Regions from separate parts of the Sus scrofa genome. Here region 2 is linked to region 1. A link is a contact called in public HiChIP or PLAC-seq data. All regions are on one chromosome and are shown on one strand. The core of a region is the stretch at or near the end of the contact, and the rest is flanking DNA. Distances in the headings are between cores, read along the strand shown.

Region 1 (5,501 bases), core at 1,800-4,299:
TGATTACATTTAAAAAAAACCACAATACAGCCCTATAGGTAGGGAGCACTCAGGGACCAAAACATGCCCAGAGTCAAACTTGGCTCTGCTTCCAGCCACAGCCTCAGCCTTCAGAGGTGAGGGTTGAAACCAAAGAAAGGAATATAATCACCCGGGGACACTGAGGCAGAGGAAAAAGTGGGGGTAGGGCTGAGAACTGAAACCCAGGGAATACATACATTGAGCTGGTGGAACCGGGGCTCTGAAGACAAACCCCGTGGCTGCGTGGGGCACAGTGTGAGATGGAGGAGACCAGGGGAAGTGGAGCCTGACAACCACAAGACAAGGCGGTGTCAAGAGGAAGGGAGTGGTCCACAGTGTCCCATCATCCACATGCCCCAGAAAGAGTAAGAACAACTGGAAACATGCATTAGCTGTAGCCACCAGGCAGTTATTGGTGACCTTGCCAAGACTGGCTTCAGTGAGTTAGTGTGGGCATCCAGATCGCCGTGTTAAGGCAGTACTTCTTTTCCAAGAGATATGGGTAGAGGCAGTGTGCTTTGTTATGGTTATTGTTTTGGTTTGGGTGTGGTTTTAAAAAGCTCCAGATGTGAAGGTCAAGCCCATGGAGAGGGAGGGGTTTGAGAGTGTAGGAGTCAGAGGAAATAACTGATGTAGCCAAGTCCTTGTAGGAACAAGAAAAGATACTAAGCAGAGCACAGGTCAAGGACCAAATCTTAGGTAGGAAGAGAGATACCTCTTTCATGTACTGGGAGGGAAGGGAGTAAGTAAGAAGGTAATGGGATGAGGAGCTGCCTGATTTCTCTTCTGTGAAGTAGGTGGTACTGTTGTCTGCTCAAGGGGAAGACCCCAGAGGGGAGGGTAATCCACGAGGGGTCTTACTTAAGGTTCAGCTTGGAAATAGGGCTCCTGAGAAATGGGAGTGGATGCCAAGGGCCTCTATAAAAGTCTCTAAGTAGCCCCTTAAGTTTAGAACCTTTGCATTTGTGGCGGCTGCATCCGCACAGCTGTAAGACTTCCTCCAGCAGTGCCAGCAGCCAGGCAGGCAGAGAGAGCTGTGCTGTGCTGTGTGGCACCTGTTCTGGGCAAATCATTCCAGTCTTTCATCTGGCTTCCCTTGGACAGTCCTGAATTCATGGACCCTTCAACAGCCAGAACGAAACAAACTTGCAAAGCCAGAATTTATCTTCAAATTAGTCATTTAAGGAAAACCCCTAACCCTTGACATCTGGATATAAAACGTATTAAAATGGAACGTATTAGGGGCCCTGGATTTTAGAGCTAAATGATAAGCGAAATAGCCGGACTGTTCCTTGTAATGTTCTATTCCTGGGCATATAATGTTACAATTACTGCCTCTGTTTGATTCGATTAGAGATCTTTTTTTTTTTAAGCTAAATACATGGCTTTCCTGGGAATGCAACTGTGAAACGTTTTGTCGTTACACCGTACAGCAGTCACTTTAAGATAACACAAATCGTGCTTCTTGTAGAGCACTTCCTTACCACTGCATGCATACAAAACAGGAGGTAATCAAAAGGGTATTTGGCAGGGGTCCAGAAAGCAATCTGGGTTAGTCTGTAACTGGCTGCCGTAGTTTCAAGTCCACTTCTGATCCATGACTTATTGCTTCATAACTGACAATTTCAAAGGTTTAGCAGTTTGGCACCAAAAAAAAAAAAAAAAAAAAAAACCAACCATTACTTTCTAGCTCATTCTGAGTGTTTCACTAGTGACCATTTTTGAATACTTGAAATAACAAAATAAAATAATAAAGATGGTTTTTACCATCATTATCCCCCCACACACACTTTCTACTAACAATACAAGCTAGTAGAGGGAATGTTTACCAAAAATGTAGAATGGTAGAGGGGATACTTCAGGTGGCTGTTAACTTCCACTCCTTACGTCAAGAACAATTTATATAACAGAGGACTGAAGAACTTTCTTGAATTGTTAAACTTTACATGGGGCACCTGAAATTAAATAAAAAATAGAAGACAGCTAACTAAACTTGGGTTATTTAGCAGCCTGGTACAAAGACAAGAAGAAGAAATGATATTCAAGCCATTTTACTGTTTAAATAATTCGGAAATTCCCTTTTGAAATACTTCAAGTTCCCTAGCCAAGCTTGAGACGTATGACATCAACTCATCACATCATGGAGTGACATCAAACATGGTCAAAATTACTTTCTCTAAGGTCCTCCAAGCCCTTTAAAAGCAAAGCCTTAAGAATAACAGGACACTCTGAGGCCTGAGCTAGTACTGTCTTCACCTTTGGGGTAAAGTTTGAGAGCCCAGGGAAATGAGCCGGACCCCACCGCCTCCTCAGGTATTTCTTAAAGAGCCAGTGTATTTCCTCCCTCTTACCTGAAGGAATCAGGGTTGCTTTCTAATTATAAGCCTACGTCATGTTATTGGTTAAACTCCCTCCAAATTCTTTTATTTTCACATTTCACTTCCTCATAGTATCTACTTTTTAAACTGCATACCTATTCGAATGCTTTACCAGAATATGTGAATCTATTTTACGCGGGTTCCTCACGGTTTGACCTTAATATTTACAAGTTATTTTCCTCTAGACTCAAAGCTATGCAATGAACAAATCAATGTGATTGTAGCTTGCAGCCAGGTAATCATTTCACTGAGGAAACCGGGAAAGACTGACATATAATACGAGAGCACCAGTATCTAACTCCAAAAGAATGTCAGCCAGACGGAGGAGCCGATTTCAAGTGACTTGAACTCGGGAAAACTGTGATGAGTTATTTCGGCACCAGCTGTGGCACAGTTTTAAATTTTTGTAATGGTTGGGATGGTGGCGGTTTCTCAGAGTGAAAAATGGCAAATATCAAGAAATGGGAGGACGAGGGTACAGCCCCTGTGTCTGAGGGAAAATGAAAAGCGGGGTGGCGGGGGCGGGGTGTGGACGCCCAGTAATTGGGGGCCGTCGGACCCAGCAGGAGGAGGAGGGAGGGGGCGAGAGCTCTCTGGGGGAAGGAGTGGGGCGCTGGACCGTCCCGGAGTGAGGGGGGAGGGAAGAAGGGAGGGGAGGGAGCGGAGGCAAAGTGGGAAAGGAGTAGCGGAGTTGACGGAGCGCAGAGGTGGCCCCTGCGCGGCGCGCTCCGTGGCGGCGCATCCCGGCCCCCGCGCGGGACGGCGGAGGACCCATGTCGCGCCGCGGCGGGGCCCGGGCCCCGGGCGGGAATCCGGCATCTGGCGTCTCGAGCCGCGGGGCGTCTGAGTTGCGGGCCACGCGGGAGTGACGGTGGCACGCCCGCGGGTCGTTATGCGGACGGAGCAAAAATGACCGGCAAACGGAAACCCTTCCAAACGCAGCTCAGGAGGTCAATCAGTGAGCAGCTGCGGGACTCCACGGCCAGAGCCTGGGATCGGCTGTGGAAGAACGTCCGGGAGAGGCGGCTGGCAGGTCGGTGCCCCGGAGACGCAGAACCGCGGGGGCGGGAGGAGGCGCCGGCCGGGTTGCCCGCCCGGCCCCCGGCCCCCGGCCCCGGCCCCGGCCCCGGCCCCGCTTTGGGCAGCTCGGGTTTTCCTAGTCTGGGGTTGGGCGGAGGAGGCTGCTCACACCACCCTTGCCGGGCGGGCGGGAGCGTCAGGCTCGCCGCTTTCCCCGCGCAGAGGCCGGGTGGGTGTGGGCTCCACCCCGTGCGCTCTGACAGCCGCGGGCCGCTGCACGCGGGGCGGGAGCCCGCGCGGGGTTACCTGGCCGTGTCCTTAGGGTGGCCTGGCCCCCGCTCCGCCGCCATCCGCCCCACCCCAGCCCGATGAATGAATGAGTGGCCAGCCCAGCTGGCCTTTTGGGAGGGCAGTCCCTCTCCCAACTTCTCCTTTTCCACAAGGGATGTGTCCACTGCTTGTGTGTGTGTGTGTGTGTGGTGGGGGGGGGGGGGAGGTCAAAACAAGACTAGGGAGCGTATCCTGAGCTCTGGGAGACCAGATGTTTGTAGGGGCAGGAGGGGAGGATTTGGGGAAAGACAGGTGGACAGTTGGTGCCTGTAGGTAGCTGCCCACAACCCTTGCCAGCTGTGGATCAGACTCTCCTCACTTAGAGACTGCAAAAGATAGGCCTCCCTTTTGTAATCCATCGCTGGCGAATCAGAGGAAGAGAAGAGGTGATTGATTATTCTGAGCTCAGAGGTCCTTAAGAATCCTTGCTTAGGTCAGAAGGCCAGTCCCTTCCTTAGCACCTCCCTCATCCTCCTGGCTGCGGTCCTTCTTCTGTGCGTGCTCCTTGGAACTACTTTCTGGCAGGACCAGGAAAGCAGTCAGTGGTCTGAGGCTCCTCAGAGCCCATGCTGGGAACATTAGGTGGGGTTAGTCACCGCAGCATACCTGTCACAATAAGGGGAGGTGGCCCCACTGCACAGCACAGCTCACTGGCAGAGTAGGATTTAGGACTGCTTCTCCCAAGTGTTAGGTGTGGAGGATGTTTCTGGAAGTGGGGGAAGTGTGGAGGGAAGGGCCCCTGAGCTGACCATGAGTCTAGCGTCTGGATCTTCTTGCCTCCTGTCTCTCCAACAGTATCTTCTGAGTGGGCCAGTGACTACAGGGGCGGAAGAGAGGTCTAGAGAAGAAGAAGGTGTGAAACCTGGACAGAGGGCAGGGATGCCAAGGGTGAGAAGGAAGATTTCACCTTGTCTGGGCTCCTCCCCCTTTTCCTCATTGAAGAGCTGTAGAAGTCCTTTGCTAGAAGTTCTGTCCTTACACCCGCACAGGCACCTCTCTCAATCAGTCAGCATCCTGGAGTAGAGGCCCAGAGTCTGTATCTCCTTGAGCTAGGTCTTTGTCAGCCTACCTGGTCAAATTAGAGGGAGCGATTACAGATGATTCCACCATGCATTATTGTCAGCAGAAAATGTTCACCCTGAATTTTCTCTTCAAGACAGTGGTCCCATGTAGTAGCACCAAAGAAATAGAAAGAGACTTTGCAGCCTGGACCCAGAAATAAGTTGTGGCAACCCGGTAGTTTTGACTGTTGATTTTTAAAGACCTGTTTGTGCATTGCAGACCTCAATTAATAACAATTAACAACTTTCCTTGTTATTGTGCTAAATTGTATAATCTACATGCTAGATGGTGTCAGAGAAATTTTTGTGGTCTAGTAAACTTTTGTTACTTCATAACTTCACAATGCTTACTGCAAAGTCTCTTTCATAGCTTCTCTTATTAAGTTTGTTAAGTTTGTTAAATCATTGGATCCTCAGGAAACAAGAAGTCTTTCCAGGAGGGCTGCCAAGGCTGTGCTGGGTTTTTATAGAAGCTGAGGCCAAAGATGACTGCAGCCCTGTCTTTTTCAAAAGGAGATCTGGGAAGGAAGAGAGTGTAATGTGAAGACTTAAAAACAGTTAAGATTTTCCAGGAAAGTCATTTATTCACATGAATTTTAAACATTGCAGTTTAGTTAGGGCAGTGGAGAGAAAAAGTTTGGAACCTGAGGAATAAACCATAGGTAGAGATTTCTAATATCATGAATATATA
Region 2 (5,501 bases), core at 847-3,346, 47 kb after region 1:
AAAACGGGCTTTTCTAAGTTGTCTTTCTTTTAAACAAATCCCCCCCCCAATTTACGTTCAAGTTTCCTTCTTCATTGCCATCGCCTGTGAAATACTACACTTCACAGTATCTGTATCTGTTGATATATGTACCAAAGAATACATCTGCATGATCTTAATGTTTTCAGAACAAAACACCTCAGGTCCTTCAACGTGTTCCTGTGTTCACTATTGAGCAAAAAAAGGGGCATTGTGATTTTCATTTAGTAACCTGAGGTACACTGCAGGGCTTCTCAGGAAGCATCTTTCCGTTTATTTCTAAAACTCAGCCAAGTCAGTATTGAATTTCGAGGTTGGCGTTGGGAAAGGTCAGTCTTTCTTTAAGTGTTATTCACAGCTAAAAAACACCTGTGTGGTATTTCCTGCCTTTTGCTTCCCTTTGCTTGGCTTCCCAGAATATATCCAAAGTTCCCAAGTTCCATCCTTCTTTCTCGCTCTACTCTTCTTCTATACTCTTCCATTGCAAAGGGATAACTGCCAGGTGTTTGCAACAGCGAGTCGTCACCATTGGACATCAAGCCAAAAGCATGTGTATGAGGTGGCTGGCATCAGCATCGGCATGACACGGTAGCCAGTGCTGGATCTGGGCTTGGGGAGTGGGCCTCACAAGCATCTAAACTGCAGTAGGGTACTAAGCCTGTCTGCCAGTAATGCCCATGCTTCTGGCACATCCAGAGGCACCAGATCTCAGATCCCTCTCACCATGCACAAAAGGTCCTCTGGAATAGAAAAACTATGATCAAGGGCTGATGAAAAATGGAAAAGGAACAACAGGACCCAGTGCATCTTTCCTTTCCTTTCCTGCATCAGAGCTGACTTGAAAACCTGACCCTTACTTATTTTTGCATGGTGATTAGAAGAGGCTCTCAAGTGCAGGGAGAGAGGGAGGGAGAGAGAGGGAGAAGAACAGAGAGAGAAAGAAGAGTCCATTGTAGCCCTGGGAGTCTTTATTCATGTGCTCATTTACCTAGTAAGATATTTACGCGAAATGAGCTGCTTCTCAGAAGTGCAGAAATTCCGCAGGTGTTGGGGCTGACCACAGTTAGCCATAGCACCAAGAATCAAGATCCTAATTTAAGTCCTGTTGAACTTCCAATCGAGAGTTTTTCATTATTGGGATTCTAAATTCCAGGCCCGGCTGTGTTTCAGTTTGAATCTACCAAATATAAGAACAACTTGGCCACATGCCTCTTTTCCAAATAACTTTATTCCTTCAGCCCCAGGCTCAGAATTCAATAACATTTTCTATAGATTTTTTTTTTCTCTTCACATCAAACAATATTAAAGAGAAAAAATAGGGGGGAAATGCTGATTACTCCCACATGTACACTCGGATATGGCCAAGTGGAATCACTCGCAGTTTCCTTAAACACACACTCTGGTTTCCCCTGTCCATATATGTGGGCACAGACCCTCCTCAGCCCCTGCCTGTCAGAATCCCACCCATTTCTTAAAAGCCCACCCAGATGTCTCTTTCTCTGTGTGGCCTGCTCTCATCATCACCCCAGTCAAAAGTAATAATACTCCCCTTTAATATTGTTCTTAGGTCTTTTTTTGAGGCCCTTTCACATAAGGCCTGCATTATACCCTTTTGCACAACTTCTCTACTGATCCCAAGCAGCTTGGCCACAGCAGCTTTGCATGAATCTGCATCTTTACTGTGATTCCCGCAGTGTCTTAAATGGAATAGGCACTTGAAGAGTATTCTTCTTCTGGCTGATTAATAATTGAGGAAGTAGAAGATTTTAAAGGGGAAGATACTTAAATATGTTGATGCCCTCGCCTGTGCCAGTTTCATCTGTAAGAGCTCTCAGCTTCCCATGCAGGTCAGGGGCCTGGAGTGCATTTCCTCCGGGCATTAAAGGACTGGAAGTGTACTTTTCCCTGGAAAAGCTTTATCCATTTCTTTTGTAATGAAGTGTGGTCATTTATCCTCAGCTGTTTATGCTTATTGGAAGTAGTTTTTCATTTAAATCGTGTATCACACCCATCTCTGTACCTCGCTGCAGCTGCCTTGGAGAAGGCGGGTGTGCTTTCTCTATCGTTTACAGCTGGAACGATTTCCTGTGCCCAGGGCTTAGTTTTCTTCTGTTGCCCTTTCTCCTCTCCCTCAGCTCTTTCAGTGAGTGCAGCTTCTCGGGGCTTAGTCACTTCGGAGGCAGGGCAGGAGCCTTCGCTTCCCGCGCAGTCGGGGACCCGAGCCCCTGGAGCAAGGTCTCTCCGGGGCTCCGGCAGCCGACGGCGTACGGGCTCATCTCCTGCCCGCCTCTGATTGGCTCCGCGGGGTCACGTGAGGCCCAGGAGGGGAGGTTGGAATTCTGAGTTGTGGCTTTTGGCACTCCTTTTCTTTTTAAAAATCGCTGGGTCTGTTGAGCTCTGCTGGGCTGGGTGCCTTGCACCGTGACTGAGACTGGAGGCAGACGGAAACAGCCACAGGGCAGACTGAGGTGGCAAACGAAAATCTGCCGGGATGTTCAGTCAGGGACCCAGGACCCCAGCTTCAGGCTGCTACTATCTAAATGCCCTGACACCTGAGAGCCAGGAGATGTATTTGCGATTTGATCAGACTGCGAGGCGCTCTCCTTACAGGATGAGCCGGATTCTAGCACGCCATCAGCTAGTGACTAAAATTCAACAAGGTGAGTCGCCGGCAGTGGAAGGCTGTTGCTAATTCTGATTTCTGTTGGCTCTCTTTCGTGCTAACGCAGTTTTGAAAGCTGTTTTCACTTTACATTGTATGGGTTTCTCTGCCACGCTGCACCTAACTTTGAGAAGTAGCTTCAGGCTGCAGTTTTAAGCAAACAGTGACAGCGCTTAGCTGCCACATAACTCAACATTAAGTCCACAAAAACCTTCACGGCAGGACAGCGAATCATAAATTTCCAAAACTACGTATATGTCTACAGAATAAATGAGACAGGTTTCCTCGGTGTGTATTTTAGGCGCTTCTCTGAAGGTTCCTCACACCCTGTCATGTTTAAAACTTAGACACTGGTTTATTTAAGGGGGGCGGGGGGGAGCGGAGGACTAGCTTCACCCTGCCCAGATTCTTTACAATACTCTTACCTGACAGGAGAAAGTTAAAATTCTGTTCTTAAAGCCCTTGGGCTGACAATCAGAATCACATTCTCTGCCTCTTTGCCTGTTTACGTCAGGAGTTGCCACTGATTTGTTGATACTGTTTTTCTGGTAAAGGATAAGCTTGTCTGCTAACTTCAAAACAAATCTTGTGACAGGAGCATCAGCTGCATAAGGCAGAGAGGAGAGGAAAATTGATTACAAGCTATTGGGTGTTCCTTTTTATTCTGGGGGTGGGGGGATTACTAAAACTCATTATTCTCTGGTAATAGTTTAAAACATGCCCCTTATCTTAGGGTACGTTTGTAGAAACTAGAAAGGTGAACCTTCCTAAGAAAAAGACATATACCCACGCATACCCCCACATACATAATAAGTTTATGAAGTTTATAACCACCCACTCCCAGGCTAACTAAATAACTAAATTATTATATCGGTGATACATAACCACCAATGACCAGGATTTTCTAGAGCCATTATAAAAATAAATTTCCACTTAAATAAATGAGTTTAAGATTATATTTAATTTTAGAAGGGAAGTTGGAGTTCGTAATCATGAAAATCTTATTGTAATGTTTCCAAAAGGAACAATATGTATTCTAGTGAGCAGCATTTGATGAGATTGTTTCCTTGGAAATTGGGATTTGTTTTTAAAGGTTCAGGAACTGGATATGTGTGAAGGATACTGGTCCTACATACCAGTCTGATTTCAGGAAGGATATTATGTCATTCCATAAACTCTCTGTGTGCAGGTCTTGATTGAATAGAAACAAAAGTAATTATTTCCCTGTGGCTTGATTTAAAAATACATTAGGCTTAGAATAAAAACCAGCTCCATTTTAGTTTCAGGGCTGTGTGACAACAGTGCTTGACCAGATGCCATCATCGTTATGGACGTGGGGGCTCGAGGAACGTTGGATGATGATTTATAGTCTGCACCCTGTAGGTGTTCCTCGGCATACGTGTAGAGTGTATTGTGTCAGACAGCGCATGCAGATAGTTTGGAATATCTTTGACAGTCTCCTTAAGTGAATTTACAGGGGTTGATTTTGTTAAAAATTACTTGTGTTCTTTTTGGAATGAAGATTATTTTTCCATCGAAGACTTGCAGTTATGAAGGAGCACATGCACGGTCATCGAATGTGTATTCTGTGTCTATGTTTCATGTTGCCTCATTAGAAAGTCTGAGCATCCTCCCTATTTGATGTTGGGCAGTGGAACCTTGGAAGCTCAGGAATGCCTAAAAATGAAGTGACAATTAGCATCATAGGGAAGTCTGAAAAAAATTCCAACAGTCCAGTGATTAGGAACTCATTATTTGTTAATAGCATACAATTGTATCATAAGACATTGAGAGAGCAGAAGCAAAATGATTTGACTGGGTTTACTGTATGCGTAGATTGCTTACTGTAATAGTAGAAGATACTGATCGATTATTTACAGTTTGTGCACTGCTCTGAGAGCTTTGCATATATATGTCCATTTATTTTATCCTCAAAAAACAAATTCTTGCAGGTGAGTACTATTATTATATCAATTTTAAAGGCGTGAAAACAGAAATACGTAGAGTTCAAATAACTTCTCCAAGGCCACATAGTAGGAGCTGGTATTTGAATGTATCTCTAGAGACTGTGCTCAATAATACCCATTTTTCTGGTTTGTTTTTATATTGAGTATTAAACTACTGAACCTTTGGTTTCTGAATAATGTAATATCTCTGTCTTTTCCACTCAGGGTATAGCAATGAACCATATCACAGATTTAAACTGGTCACTTAACTGTGAGATTTTCAATCTGGTCTTATTTCTTTTTTGAAAGTAAAGTGCTGTGTGGTTTACCTTAGCCCTTGAAGAGTTAGTACCCAGTAATACACAATGTCAGATTATTTTACTAATGGCCTATAAGCATTCAATTAAAACTTATCAAGTGCATATTAAATTAATAACACTATTATTTTTGGTAGTTCACATATCGGTATCTTAAAATAACAACCACATCTGTAAAACTGTTTGCATTACTCTGCCATACATCTCTCAAGGAAGATTTAGCATTATATTAAGATAATGTGGGGACATCAAAACTTAGTCTTTCATGGCTGTTGGGAACAGTGCAAACAAGTGTAAGTTGCTCTTCACTGACCTCATTACAGTGAGATAATCACTGAATGACATGGACATGATTCAACAGCAGATCCACTCATGGGAAGGAAAAACAAGGAGGAGAAATAAAGGCATCTTTGATGATGCATAGGATCAGAATTAGTTGCTCAAACTCAGGATGAATCTAAACTTGCTCATCTTAGGGTATGCTCCAAAATATACTTGCATCATTTCTCTAGCCATCTTTTTAGTTCTGGAGTTTTAAGTACAGTTAAAAAGAGAAGA

The links. HiChIP or PLAC-seq counts read pairs in DNA pulled down with a chosen protein or histone mark.
Region 2: an H3K27ac HiChIP or PLAC-seq map of skeletal muscle shows a contact between it and region 1. The contact joins the enhancer-like site here to the promoter of STARD13 in region 1. A contact is called at or near these places in 15 of 47 Hi-C or Micro-C datasets (adipocytes, embryonic fibroblasts, epiblast stem cells and 7 more) and 1 of 2 datasets of contacts at active chromatin or transcription factors (skeletal muscle).

What each region holds. Positions count from the first base shown.
Region 1 is chr11:9,735,918-9,741,418 of Sscrofa11.1, reverse strand. STARD13 (stAR-related lipid transfer protein 13) reads left to right here and starts at 3,049. Exons shown (of 18, transcript XM_021065185.1): 1 at 3,049-3,432. The coding sequence starts at 3,309.
Region 2 is chr11:9,687,531-9,693,031 of Sscrofa11.1, reverse strand. All of the region lies in intron 1 of STARD13 (stAR-related lipid transfer protein 13), which reads left to right. Among named protein-coding and RNA genes, the nearest start is that of STARD13, 48 kb to the left of the region's middle. Within about 2 kb of position 2,096, at least 68 of the 83 cell types and tissues checked have an H3K27ac peak or open chromatin away from gene starts, as enhancers often do. A contact at or near this core is called in liver, mesenteric adipose tissue, retroperitoneal adipose tissue and 2 more, where this site is marked.